Regions from separate parts of the Sus scrofa genome. Here regions 1 and 3 are each linked to region 2. The links are chromatin contacts, called in public HiChIP or PLAC-seq and promoter capture Hi-C maps. All regions are on one chromosome and are shown on one strand. Each heading gives the region's core, a stretch centred on a gene start, on an enhancer-like site or on the middle of the called end of the contact. The rest is flanking DNA. Distances are from core to core; before and after follow the strand shown.

The links. Promoter capture Hi-C pulls out the DNA fragments that hold promoters and counts their contacts. HiChIP or PLAC-seq counts read pairs in DNA pulled down with a chosen protein or histone mark.
Region 1: an H3K27ac HiChIP or PLAC-seq map of alveolar macrophages shows a contact between it and region 2. The contact joins the promoter of SUGP2 here to the promoter of RFXANK in region 2. A contact is called at or near these places in 11 of 47 Hi-C or Micro-C datasets (embryonic fibroblasts, epiblast stem cells, fetal heart ventricle and 6 more) and 1 of 2 datasets of contacts at active chromatin or transcription factors (alveolar macrophages).
Region 3: a promoter capture Hi-C map of liver shows a contact between it and region 2, with 5 times the contacts expected there. The contact joins the promoter of COPE here to the promoter of RFXANK in region 2. A contact is called at or near these places in 2 of 5 promoter capture datasets (fetal liver and liver) and 4 of 47 Hi-C or Micro-C datasets (heart right ventricle and liver).

Annotation. Positions count from the first base shown.
Region 1 is chr2:58,826,032-58,830,619 of Sscrofa11.1, forward strand. It overlaps SUGP2 (SURP and G-patch domain-containing protein 2), which reads left to right and starts at 1,978. Exons shown (of 11, transcript XM_021083458.1): 1 at 1,978-2,250; 2 at 3,974-4,105. The coding sequence starts at 3,985. It overlaps ARMC6 (armadillo repeat containing 6), which reads right to left and starts at 2,378. Exons shown (of 8, transcript NM_001243929.1): 1 at 2,077-2,378.
Region 2 is chr2:58,681,167-58,685,740 of Sscrofa11.1, forward strand. RFXANK (regulatory factor X associated ankyrin containing protein) reads right to left here and starts at 2,613. Exons shown (of 9, transcript NM_001243347.1): 1 at 2,403-2,613; 2 at 1,693-1,887. The coding sequence starts at 1,879. BORCS8 (BLOC-1-related complex subunit 8) reads left to right here and starts at 3,342. Exons shown (of 7, transcript XR_300545.3): 1 at 3,342-3,439.
Region 3 is chr2:58,928,311-58,932,840 of Sscrofa11.1, forward strand. COPE (coatomer subunit epsilon) reads left to right here and starts at 2,619. Exons shown (of 10, transcript XM_003123536.4): 1 at 2,619-2,828. The coding sequence starts at 2,703. DDX49 (probable ATP-dependent RNA helicase DDX49) reads right to left here and starts at 2,400. Exons shown (of 13, transcript XM_003123539.4): 1 at 2,235-2,400; 2 at 1,249-1,372; 3 at 577-662; 4 at 367-488. The coding sequence starts at 2,349.

The DNA.
Region 1 (4,588 bases), core at 728-3,227, 140 kb after region 2:
GGTCTGGGAACTTTCACTTGCTGTGGGTGGGGCCACACACATACAAAAAAGATAAAAAGTTTCTCGTGGGGAACCTGGACTGTTGGTAGTGGAGAGTTCCTGGTCAGCTTTGAGGGGTGGGAACTTCTGGGCTGAGTGCTGCTAGAGGGACCCTGCTCCTGGCTCAGCCATCAGACATTGCTTTCATCACCCTGGCCATGCTTCAGACCAAATGCGCCAATGGTGAGTGGCCTTTCCATCACAGAAGCACAGCCCTAAAGGGAACATCACTGCGTCTACTTTAAGGATGAAGAATCTGAAGTTCAGAGAAAGGAAGAACCTGCTGCAGGTCCACAGGCAGTAAGAGGCTTGGATAGGACCCTATCACCCTTTCCTGTCTCGTTAACACCTTCCCTCCACCTGGGTCCTCTGCAGAGCTCCCACCAGTCCTCCTAGACTGCCTCTTCCTGGGAACCTTCCCTGACCACTCAGACAAAGCCGGTGTACTTTTGGCTCCTTCTGCCCCAAGAACTTCCCTCTGTCCAGACTTAAGAGCCCTGAGCTGCAGGGGTCAGTGTTTGGCTCTGGGACCAGCCCTTAGGCCAGACCTTCAGGGTCCCCTAGATCCAGCCCAGCGCTGGGAGCCAGACTGAAAGTTCAGATCTTGGAGTTCCCATTGTGGCTCAGTGGCTAACGAATCCAACTAGGAACCATGAGGTTGCGGGTTTGATCCCTGGCCTCGTTCAGTGGGTTAAGGATCCGGTGTTGCCGTGAGCTGTGGTGTAGGTCGAAGATGTGGCTCAGATTCCACGTTTCTGTGGCTCTGGCATAGGCCAGTGGCTACAGCTCCAATTAGACCCCTAGCCTGGGAACCTCCATATGCCACAGGAGCGGCCCTAGAAAAGACAAAAAAAAAAAAAAAAAAAAGAAAGAAAGACAGAAAGACAGAAAGACAGACAGACAGACAGACAGACAGACAGAAAGGAAAGAAAGTATAGATCTGGAGCTTATGAGAAAGATGGTGCCTGGGAATGGTCACCTGGGAGCCACCTGGGGAATAGCCTCAGCCAGAAGAGGAGAGACAAAGCATTACCAGCTCTGGTACTGCATCCAAGGCATGTTAGGGGGAAGGGAGTCATCAAGGCTCCCAACTGACAGCCAGCTTCCCTTTTAAAGCCACAGTTCTGCTTATCAAAAAAACTGTCCTGATGAGCCAAGGACTCTGCATGATTCCTCTCCCTTCACCTGCCACACCCACCCTGGTTCAGGTGGCCTCACCTGCTTTCTCCCTGCCATACCCAGAGCCTCTACTCTCCACAAGGCAGCCAGAGAGAGACTTGAAAGCTCAGGGACCACCTCACTCACCTATTCAAAATTCTGCAGTGGCTTTCCAACCTTTGAGAACAAGACCCATGAGTTCCCTGGTGGCCTAGCAGTTAAGGATCCCATGTTGTCATTGCTATGGCTTGGGGCACTGCTGTGGCAGCGGGAGTTCTATCCCCGGCCCAGGAAGTCCCGCATGCCATGGGTGCAGCCAAAACCAAAACCAAAACCAAAGCCAGTCTCCTTACCAGCACTTTTCCTACCGGGACCTTCTCACCTGTGCTTCCCTGCTTCTTTCTCATTCTTCCCAGCTATCCAAGGGACAGCCTTCATAATCACTCTGGTCAAAGCATCCCCCGCTCTCCCATCACATCACTCTTTTATAATTTTAACATTATCTCAACATGGAGCGAAATAGTTCATTTATTTATTTGCTTTTGCTGTCTAGCCTCCTCCCCCAATGAAATTTAACTGCATGAGAGCTGGAGCTCCTTTTGTTAAACACCTTCCTCCATCCCCCCACCCCCACCAGCCTAGCATGGGGACGGACATGCAACAGTCACTCAGTACATATACAGGTGCTGAAAGAATGAATAAATGAAAAGAAAGCGAAAAGCAAGGAAGTGGGTAATTTTGTCTCCTGGCGGCTTCCGTAACAGTCTTTCATTACCCAAAACCAAGTCCTTGAAGGCCGCGCCACGGTCACTAGTCCGACCCCACGGCGTCCACTCCCTGCCTTGCGCGCGAGGGGGCTCGGCAGTCGCCACTTCTCACCCGGTCTTCCCGGCCACGTGGGAAAAGGGTGGGGTTCGCGGCTGTCACCAGCTGCAGCGCCGCTGGTCCCTTTCGGCCGCCGTACGCGCGCAGGCGCGCTGGCGCCGCCTCGCCTCGGCCCCTCTCAGCCTGGAGAACCGCTCCCTGGGTGACCAAGGGTGATCGCGGGTACAGGTAAGGCCAAGAGAGCCAACAGGTGTGAGGCAGCGGCGTCTCTGCCACCTTTTCCGGCCTGCTTCCCGTTACCGCCGCCGCCGGCAGACAAATTTTTTTGCCTCGGGAGTATCCGCCCCGAAGACCAGGCAGTGCGCCTGCGCAGAAGGGTTTGGCGACCGCTGCCTGCGTCCGTGCATCCCGGCTCGGTGGCGGCCTGCGCCTGCGCGGCGCGGCGCTGCGGAGACCGTTGGCTCATTTGCATGTCCCCGCCTCGCGCGGTGGCGGCGGCGGGTGAGGAGCCTGAGGCGGTGGCGGGGGCGGCTCCGCGCGCGGTGGGCTCGGGGTGAGGCCCGGGCCCGGGCGTCGTCTGCGGGTGGACCCCGGGGTGGTGGGGCTTGGGCGCAACACCGGGAACCCTGGGTCCCCGCGATGGCGCAGCGGGCTCGGCCCTTGGGCTGCGCGGCGGCCGCGTCAGCCTGGGGGGCGGTCTGCGGCCTCCCGGGCCTGACGCCCCCTTTTCTTCATCTTCGGAGGCTGAGAGGAGGCGGGCCGCTCCCGAAGGGGTTTATTCGTTCGTTCATTCATTCAGCCTGAGCCTGGAACAGCCCCTCTAGTGGGACAGTAACGGCGGCGGGTCGCTGAATTCGGCTGTTTGCTTTTTTTTTTTTTTTTAACCGATTCCATCCCCACAGCAACTCCTCATCATGAGCTGCCCATTCTATAGGTGGGGAAGTGGAGGCTCAGAAAGGTTAGGTCACTTGAATTGATCCCGGGCCACCTGGCCGGGAGACCCTCCCCTTCGATAGCACAGAGCAAGGGGTGCCTCAGAAAAAGGGCTGAAGGATGGGAAAAGGAGGTGATGATTATAAGAAATGAGTATAAGGCAGAAACAAGTTTGGGTTTTGAGGTTGGAGATTTCAAGATGGAAGGGATATCTTGGTGGTAAAGGACATTGCTACTGGATTCCCCTGTTTTGTTTTTCAGTCTTTTTCTACTCAGCCTTTAGGGCTTTGTCCCCACCACCAGGGCCCTGTGTGCCAGGTTCCAGTCTGGGCTACCTGACCTTGCATGGGTCACTGAGTCTGAATTTCCCTTTTGCATTTTTGTATAATTTTATTCATAATAGGACCCACTTCTTTCCTGGGTTGGTGTGAGAAGTAAATGGGCTTGTGGGATTCCCTCCCCTGCAGCAGGACCTGGCACAGAGTAAGCTCTGTCAGTAGGTCATTGTCACTGGTCAGGGACTTCTCCACTCACTCACTGAGAATTCTCTGTCAGAGGGGAAGTCTGCTCTCAGAGTTTCTTTGCTCTGTCTGTGAAATGGGAAAACAGAAATGGGAAATATCACATCTTCCCTAACCACCATTTGCAAGGTTAGGTTTGTCCCTGCTCCCCTACACTGTTGTGTTCAGTTTTATGTATTGCTTCGTGCAGTCCTTCAGTAACCCCAGGAGACAGGACTGCTTTTATAGAGCTGCTTTTAAGGGATTCTGAGGAAATGAGCTTAGAGAAGCAAAATAAATTGTCCGAGATCAACATGCTTGTCTTGCTCCTTCTCAGCTAACACACACCTCTGAGGTTCATGAGGGCAGAGCTCTTCTTAAAATAATCCAGCCTCCCTTTGAAATACCATGTCAGATTATGGATTATTGCCTTTTACTTTGAGGATTAGGTAAAATAGAGCAGGCTCTGTGAGCATTAGTTGTCACTCCTAGTGTCTTTTTTCCCCTTCTTACTGCAGGTCAGAGAAACATGGCAACAAGGAGAATTGCACAGGAGACTTTTGATGCTGTATTGCAGGAAAAGGCTAAACGATATCATATGGACCCCAGTGGTGAGGCTGTAGGTGAAGCTCTTCAGTTTAAAGCTCAAGGTAAACTGAACTGCTTATTTTGAGGGGCTGGAGGGGATGGGGCCTGTGTTTAGGGTCAGAGCAAGAGGATTTCAATGCTTTGGGCAAAATGCAAAAGAGCCTGCCTTCGTATTTGTTAAGAGAAGATAAAATTTTTTCCTGGTCCACTTGCCAATTCATTATGTAGAAGGAAGTATTGTTATTATTTGGAGCTTCTTCTCTCCGGGCACTGGCCCCCAACTAAAGAGGGTCCTTAAATCAATCTTCTGGCTCTGTACCCACCATAGCTACCCTGCTACCCAGGTTTGAACTTCTTTTTTTTTTTTTTTTTTTTCCCCTTTTCTTTAGGGCCATACCCACGGCATATGGAAGTTCTCAGGCTAGGAGTCCAATTGGAGCTGTAGCTGCTGGCCTACGCCACGGCCATAGCAACTCAGGATCTGAGCTGCGTCTGCGACCTATACCATAGCTCATGGCAATGCTGGCTCCCCGACCAGCTGAGTG
Region 2 (4,574 bases), core at 1,363-3,862:
GGTAGAAAGAAAGAAGGGCAGGGCGTGCATCCCTTTTAGAGAAAGTGGTCAGGGTGGGCTACTCTAAGGAGGTGACACCAACTGAGAGCTTGGCTAGTGGAAGAAACCTGGGGAGTGGTGTGGGAAGCGCATTCCACACAGAAGACCAGCAGGGACAAAGGCCCTGGGGGCACTGAGTTAAATAAGTTCAAGGATTCCAGTCAAAAGAAATCTTTAGGGAGATCCCACTGTGGCTCAGCGGAAATGAACCTGACTAGTATCCATGAGGACATGGGTTGGATTCTTGGCCCTGCTCAGTGGGTTAAGGATCTGGCATTAAGGTGCAGTGTAGGTCACAGACTCTGCTCAGATCTGGTGTGGCTGTGGGTTGGCTGGCAGCTGCAGCTCCAATTTGACTCCTAGCCTGGGAACTTCCATATGCTGCAGATACGGCCCTAAAAAAAAAAAAAAGAAAGAAAAGAAAAAATTCCTTAGGTCCTCATGTCAAATGTAGAATTATCACCTGATCCAGTAATTCTACTCTGAGGTATCTACCCTAAAGTGTTGAAACCATGTGTCCTAAGAAAACTTGTATATGCATGTTCATAGCAGTATTATTCAGTCACTAAAAGGGGAACAACTCAAATGTCCATCAATGGAAAATAAATGTGGTCCAGCCATACTATAGGATATAATTCAGTTATAAAAGTGATGAGGCACTGACACATGCCACAATGTGGGTGAACCCCAAAAACATGCTGAGTAAAAGAAGCCAGACAGGAAAGGCTACATGTTTTATAGGAAATGTCCAGAATGGGCAAATCCATAGAGACAGAAAGCAGATTTTGGTTCCTGAGGGCTGGAGGAAGGGGATAGGGAGTGATGCTAACGGGTCTGGGGTTTCCTTTTGGGGTGACAGAGATGTTCTAGAACTACATAGAGGTAGAGGTTACACACAGTTGTGAATGTACCATTGTAAGCAATTCTGATTAAAATGATAACTTTTTTTTTGGTCTTTTTAAGGCCACAGCTGCACTGCATATGGAAGTTCCCAGGCTGGGGGTCGAATAGGAGCTGTTGCTGCCAGCCTATGACAGAGCCACAGCTACGCCAGATCCGAGCCACATCTGCGACCTATACTACAGCTCATGGCAATGCTGGATCCTTAACCCACTGAGCAAGGCCAGGGATCTAACCTGCAACCTCACCCTTCCTAATTGGATTTGTTTCTGCTGTACCACGATGGGAACTCCGAAAATGTTAACTTTTATGTTATGTGGATTTTACCACAATTAAAAAAAAAAGAAGTCCCTGTTGTGGCTAAACAGTAATAATCCTGAGTAGTGTCCATGAGGATGTGGGTTCGATCCCTGGCCTCACTCAGTGGGTTAAGGATCCAGCATTGCCGTGAGCTGTGGTGTAGGTCACAGACGCCACTCAAATCTGGCACTGCTGTGGCTGTGGCATAGGCCGGCAGCTGCAGCTCTGATTCAACCCCTAACCTGGGAACTTCCATATGCCATGGGTGTGGCCCTAAAAAAGACCAATCCTCCCCCGCAAAACAAAAACAAAAAATAAATTAACAATCCCTCACTGGGTAGAGAGACAAGACATGTCCTAGGTGATGGGTCAGAAAGACAGAGGTCCCATCTTGAGCCCAACATTCCACCGTTCTTGCATCCCACAAGCAGGAGCACAGGGGAGGTATCCTACCCTGAGGTGAGGAGGTGCCAGCATCTGGTTCAGCAATCCCAGGCTCTGGGGTGCAGGGGAAAAGACTGAGGACCACAGTGTCTGAACTGTCAGGGGCCTCATCCCTGGGGTCTTCTGGGTCCCCAAATTCTGGGGTGGAAGCCTGCTGGGTCAGGCTGAGATCCTCTGCAGGGTGGGTGGGCTCCATGGGGGAAGCTGGTGGAAGGGTCCAACAGGTAAAGATGGCAATAATTATCAACAACTCATTAAGTAGGCACTGACTGCATACACAGGCTTGCACAGTGAGGTTAAGTCAACTTGGACTCAGCCAGGAAATTAAAACCAGAGTCCAACTGCTTCTCAGGCCCACTACTCCCCACCACCAGATCACATGGAACCTGCGTGACTTAAAAGCCCTGACTCTGGGGTCAGCTACCTGGGTTTGAGTCCCTCCACTTTTAGGCTGTGAAAACTTGGGCACATGACTTAACTTTTCTCAGCCTCAGTTTCTTCATTAATAAAATAGGGAAATAAGATCTAAAAAAAAAAAATCATGTCTGTAAATATCGGAGCAGGATACCTGATACACAGGCAGAGCCTAATAAACGTTCGCTATGTTTTTTTTGGGAGTGGGGGTGGGGTAAATTCCCGGAATGAGTGAGGGTTCAACAAAGATGTGATTGTTTGCATCCCACCTGCCCCTCCTAAACCGATCTAGGGGGTCCACTCACCTCCCACGAGCCTCCTCTGTTACCCTACGTCGCAAGCTCGAGTTCCCCCAAACTTGGGGGTCCAATTCACAAACTTTTCTCTTCCAACCGATGTAGGAGGGAGCAAGATGGAGCCTGGACCCTCTGCGCCTTGGCTTCTTCTGCCGGGACAGAGAGCAACTTGATACGCGACCGCTACCCCCACCCTAGCGTTCCCCCCACTGCGCCTGCGCACCCCGCCCCCCAAAAGTGCGGAAGAGCTGGAGCGATATAGCTGCTTCTGGCCCTTTAAGGATTGGGGGAGAGGCGTTGCTTCCACTGGGGCAAGAGCCGTGCAATTGCGCCTGCGCATGCTCGTCCCCGAGGCTCCGGAGGGAGCCCAGAAGGGTCGTGAGGGATGGGCGGGGCCTCGAAGAGCACCCCAGAGTTCCCTGCCCTTGTCTTCCCTCACCGCCAACTCCGCCCGCAGGTTTTTCTAGCTGCAACCTATAGGCTCCGCCTTCGCACAAACTAGCTTTCTACTGTAGGAGAGCCGGATGGAAGTAGGCAGGGCGTCCAGGATTTAAAGGGACGACGCCACTGCCTCCCTTCCCCCCACGCCATAACAGTGTCCCCTCTGCGGTCCTGAGGGCTCAGGAGCATGTGCAGGAATTTGGTGGCAGCAGGGGGGATATAAGAAGGGAGTTTATATGACCCGAACTGGGCAACGTGTAGGGTGTTCCCCCAAATTGTCTGCCTCGGGAAAAGAGTTCCGTGAGCGAGGGAGCACTCGCCCCTCCCTCCGACGGGGTGTCCCTCCTGGAAGTTCAGGGAATCTCCGCCCTCTGAACACCCACCTCCCTTTTTCCCCGAGTCCCTCACTCAGGGCCCCTTTCCTGTCAGGGCAGAGGAAAGGTTGAACAGAGTAGGCCAATTAGTACTGGAACTGATGTGAGGCGCCCTGTTTCGTAGGGAAGGTTTAGGCAGTTATCCCCACCTCCAAACTTCCGGTTCCGGCCCTCCGAATAGGGCCGAGGCCGCTATGGAGGAACCAGAGATGCAGCTCAAGGGGAAGAAAGGTGGTGCGGGGGCCCAGGCGGGGTGGAAGGGTTAGGAACTCGCGAAAGGGCGACCTGACTGGGGACAGGAGGGGGCCAAGGCATGGAAGGAGAGTTTGGGGTCAGTGATTAAACTGCCACGGAATCCCGGCTCGGCCGCTGAGTAGTTTTGAAAACCTTTGGGAAGTCTGTGTCTCGATTTTCTCATCTGTGGAATGGGGAGTATAATAGTCCTCCTCCTTCCTCCCATAAAATTGTTGCGAGAATTAAGTAACCTGATTATTTGTAAAGCATTGCAAGAACGTTTGGGGCGTGGCATTTGCTGCGTATATTGTTTCCTTTGTACTTACACATTCGTTTATGTTTACATTGACTTATAAACTATTTGTAAGTCACATAGTTAGAAATTACAAAATGCTACAAGCTATTTTTAACGTATTAGTATCTATGTTACTTCATCATGTACATTATTACTTATTAAATTAATTGTTTATAAGTCACAAATACATTTCATTCCACATCCTTCATAACAGCACTGTGAGGTGTAAGCTTTTTCTACTGTGCTAATTTTCAAAATGAGGCCTAAGAGGACACACAGTTTGGAGGTGGCAGTCTGGGCTCTGCCCCAGTCAGGACACAGCAGCAAACTGGACCCTCACAAACTGGACAGACCCATGCACAACCTCCCTCGACTCCCAGACACACATGGTTTCTCTCCTTCAGCAGCTTCACTGCCTGAGCAATAGCATGATATCCATCTGTGTAGCAAACCTTGAGGTAGGAACTGTTATCATTCCATTTTTACAGGTGAGGAAACCGAGGCTCAGAGAAACTCCTGCCCTCACAAATCAAGTTTTAGGTATGGACGTAACCTAATAAAGAACGAGAATTTTAAGTACAAGGGAAATAAACAAAGGTTGAGAAGGAGATTGAAGGGATATCTGATTAATCTTGGTGACCAGGGAAGGCTTTGGCCAGAAAGTGACATTTGAGCTGAGACATGAGGGTTGAAGAGAAATGAGGGGTATGTGTGGGAGTGGGGGCAGTGGCAGTGGCAGTGGCAGGAACAACAGGTACAAAATGCTGAGGTGGCAGTGTTCAGATCTGTGCTGCAATACAGGAGTGACTAGGTATTTATGTGTATTTAAATTAATTA
Region 3 (4,530 bases), core at 1,369-3,868, 250 kb after region 2:
CCCCCTCTTGTTGGTCTCTGAACTGTCTTTTTTTTTTTTTTGCCTTTTTTTTAAGGGCCACTCCTGCTGCATACAGAGATTCCCAGGCTAAGCGTCTAATCAGAATTACAGCTGCCGGCCTACGCCTTAGCCACAGCAATGCAAGATCCGCACCACATCTGCGACCTACACCACAGCTCATGGCAATGCCGGATCGTTAACCCACTGAGCGAGGCCAGGGATTGAACCCACAACCTCATGGTTCCTAATCGGATTTGTTTCCACTCCCCTGAGCTGTCCTTGTCACCATCCCTAACGTGGTACTGGATGGCTTGCAGACACGCATTTCACAAATGAATGATGAATCAGTACCCCAGGCCAACTCACCAGGAAGCGGATCTTCTTTATGCTGAAGGTGTTGGAGCTGCGGAGGTGGTCAGCAAGGCGCCCTGGTGTGGCAATGACCACGTGTGGTTTTCTGGACAGCTCCAGGGCCTGTGCCACCATGTCTGTGGGTGGAGGGCAAGAGGTGGGGCTGGGAGGATAGTCTGAAGCCTCAGGGTTTCCATGCCCAGAGCCTCCCTGGGCCTCTCATACCCATGCCACCAACGATGATGCAGTCTTTCAAGCCCAGAGGCTTCCCCAGGACCCGGAACTGCTCTGCAATCTGGTAGGCCAGCTCCCTGTGGGTGTGAAGGGGCCAGGATGGGTCAGATAGGGGTTTTGTGCCTGCCTCTCATTCCTATTCCACCTCCTGACTGGCCCTCTCCTGTTCACACACCTTCCACAGCCCCCAGTCCCCTTAGCACAAAGGTTCTGATACTGAGTGTTGGAGGCTCATTGTGCCCCTGCCCTCTAACCAGGTCCCAGAACAGCTCATGGCTCGTCACCTGCCAGTCCCACTCAAACTGGCCCTGTCTCTTCCCATGTCCTCAGCAATGACACCACAGTCTTCAAAGCCTGAGACCCAAGTGTCAGTACCCCCTCCTCAAGGGCTGGTCAGTGTCCAGGTCCCCTCCTCTCTGCCCCCAGCTCCAGCTCCGCCCAGGCCTCTTTTCTGCCCATGTCCCTACTTCCTGATCTTCCTGCTTGCCCTAAATCAAGCCTCATGCTCAGCACTTTCCACATATCATCTTGTTTAATTCTTCAGTACCCCTAAGACATGGGCTTAATCTCTGTCCCCATTTTGCACAAATGCAAAGTGCGCTTGCCCAAGAGAACACAGCTGGTTAGCTCCCCCAAGAGGCCTATTGGGGGCCAGAAGCTCACCTTGTGGGTGTCAGGACGAGGCAGAAGATACCATAGGGATCTTCAGACAGCTTCTGCAAGATGGGCAGGACAAACGCTGCTGTCTTGCCGCTGCCTGTCTTGGCACAGCCGAGGCAGTCCCGACCTGGACAGAGGGCAAAGCAGCATCAGAGGTATAACAGATGTTCCACTGGGCCCAGTGTATAACAGCTAAGGTCTAATAAGCAGTTACTGTATGCTCAATACTGGCGTGTGCTCTTTCTGTTTCAGGATTCTGATAACTTACTGTTTTAGCAACTGACAAATTTTAGGAGGAAGAGGCCATTACCATTCCCACTTAACAGAAGGGAGAACAGATCTCAAAGCTTTGCCCAGGACACACTGCCAGTGAGTACAAGCTGGACTAGAACCCACATGCATCTGACCTGAGATGTCTGCTACTAATCACTACCTCATTTTGACTCCTTCCCAGGGATAGAAGCTTGGGAAACCCAGAATGTTCTCCAAAATCTGCATCCTATGCTCCCAAATGATGCCTTCAGCTTTATTTAATCTCTCAATTTGTCCATCTGAGGCTTCCTAAAAAGCCAGAGGAGTGAGGAGAAAAGCAGTCTACAGACTAGAGTCCTAAATTTACCTAGGTTTACCAGTTGTCGGTACCGGTAATACCGACAACCTCAGTTTCCATCTATGAAATGGAGATAGTAATACAAACTACCGAATTTTCCCAGTGTTATCTACCAGTCACTCATCAAATCATCCCAGCGCTCTGAGGCTATCTATGAGAGCTTCAGAAATTACACCACTTGTGTGCGGAAACACGGCGAGTCAATCGTACAGCCTAAACGCCAACACTGAGTAGTCGACTCCGAGAAACCAGGCTCGCCCGTGAGGCCCCAAAGCTGCCCCTCGACCCACGGTACCGGTGTGGGCAAAAGGGGCGAGAAGGCAAAGTAAGGCGACAGGAGCGGGGAAACCTCCTGTAGAAGAGGCCTAGGTACACTCACCCTCCAGGATGGCGGGGATGCAGCCGAGCTGCACGGGCGTGGGCTGCTTCAAACCCAGCTGCCGACATTGTTCCACCAGCCACGATGACAGCCCGAGCTCAGCAAAGCCAGCCATCCTCTCAGTCAGCCCGGCACCCCTGTGAGCCGTGCTTCCGGCGCTTGTCGATGACGTCAGGGAAGCCTTCGCGTTTATTGGATCTACCTTTTGCGCGGCTCCACCCTCTGCAGTTTACTGCCATTCCTAGGCTCATTATATCCTTACCATGTTTTCCCCGAGCCCGCAGACTCGAATACAACTACAATTCCCGAGATGCCCTGTGAACGCACGTGCGTCTCCCGCCCCTTTAACTCCTCTTTAAGCTCATTTCCAGGGAGCCGAGTAAACTACATTTCCCGGAGGCTCTGCGGTGGCTCTGTGCTTCCGGCCGACGTGTCCTCAGGAAGAGGAAGGGGTAAGAACACAGCGACATGGCGCCACCGGCACCCGGCCCGGCCTCCGGCGGCTCCGGGGAAGTAGATGAGTTGTTCGACGTAAAGAATGCCTTCTACATTGGCAGCTACCAACAGTGCATCAACGAGGCTCAGCGGGTGAAGGTGGGCTAGGGGATGCTAGGGGCGGAGGCGGGGGCGGAATACGCTTCCTGTTGGCCACGGGTCGTGCTCTGATTTTAAAACCCTTTCTTTCCTCGTCCCGTTTTTCCTCTCACACCTCTTTAGAGCGCGATAAGGAATTATCCCTGTCCCATGACAAAACCCAAAGCAGCAGCAGTTTATGATACTTCTCACTTTGAGCGCTCTTAGCCTGGGAGGCGTTTGAGTAAAAGAGGGGTTTCTTACCGCTATGGTAATAACAATGGCGAGGTTATTACGCTATAGTAATGATAATAGTAACAGTAATTCTTGTTGGTTCAGCGCCCACACTGTGCCGCCATACCCTCAATACCTGTGAAGTAGGGACGTTGTTTATCCTCATTGTCCAGGTGAGAACTCCGAGGCTTTTCGCAATGTCACCCTGTCCCATTAACCAGATTATTTCTCTCCAAACATGCCCATTCGTTCACTCCTCATGGAGTATCTGTATAAGCCAGGCAGAGTGCTCGTGCTGGGCTCAAAGCAGTACAAAATAGACAAAACTCCCAGCTCTCTTGGAAACCTCAGCTCCCAAGGGAGACAGAGAATTAACAAGTTAATAAACAAGATGTCAGGAGATGGTGTGATGGGGAGTGGTGAGGGGGCTTGGCTGTTTGAGGGCTGAAAAATAGAGTCCAGGGCCCAGGCAGTGAGCGGGTGACAGGAGAGGGAGCAGAAAGGACCTTAGGCAGTACTTTTGGGGAAGGGTCACGGATATTACAGTTACTTTGAGAGTGAGCCATTGGAGAATTTTTTTTTTTTTTTTTAAGGGCTGCACCTGCGACATATGGAGGTTCCCAAGCTAGGGGTCTAATCAGAGCTGTAGCCGCCAGCTTACACCACAGCCACAGCAACTCGGGATCTAAGCCTCGTCTTCGACCTACACCGAAGCTCACAGCAACGCTGGATCCCTAACCCACTGAACAAAGCCAGAGATCGAACCCGCAACCTCATGGTTCCTAGTTGGAATCGTTAACCACTGAGCCACGATGGGAACTCCAGGGTTTAGTGTTCTGAAGAGAGAAAGCTTAATTACAACTTGAGCCCTATGGGGGTGAGAGGAGATGAGAGTACTGAGTCAGAAATGGGGGTGGGGGGAGTTCCCACTGTGGCACAGTGGGTTAAGAATCCAGCTGCAGGGGCTTGGGTCACTGCCATGGCTCAGATTCAGTCCCTGGCCCAGGAACTTCCATATGCCGTGGCGCAGCTATAAAATAAAATTGAAAAAAAATTAGAGATGGGGGTGGGAACTGCTTTGCATGAGAGTGGTCAGATCAGGCCAGATCTCTCTGTCATTTGAACCTGAGACTGAACCTTGGGGAAGGATCTAACCCCATAAGTTGCTGCAGAGGTGGCCGAGGCAGGAGTGAGTTCCAGGTGATCAAGGCCTAGGAGGCTGGTATAGCAGAAGTGGGGCAAGTACAGCGGGAGAGACAAAGAATGAGGTGGACAGAGCCTTAGGGGGCGGCAGCAGCAGGGGTTTGGGTTTTATTCCAAACATGTTTGGAGGCCATTGTGGGAGGCCATCGAAGCACCAAGCAGGGGAGTGGCAGATGTCTTCAGAGAGGCACGCAGAGCCTTCGGAGGAAATTGGATTCTGAAGTAGAGAAAGCTTGTTTTCCCTTCTGGCCATTTGCAGGGAACCTCATGTCCCTGAGCATTATCT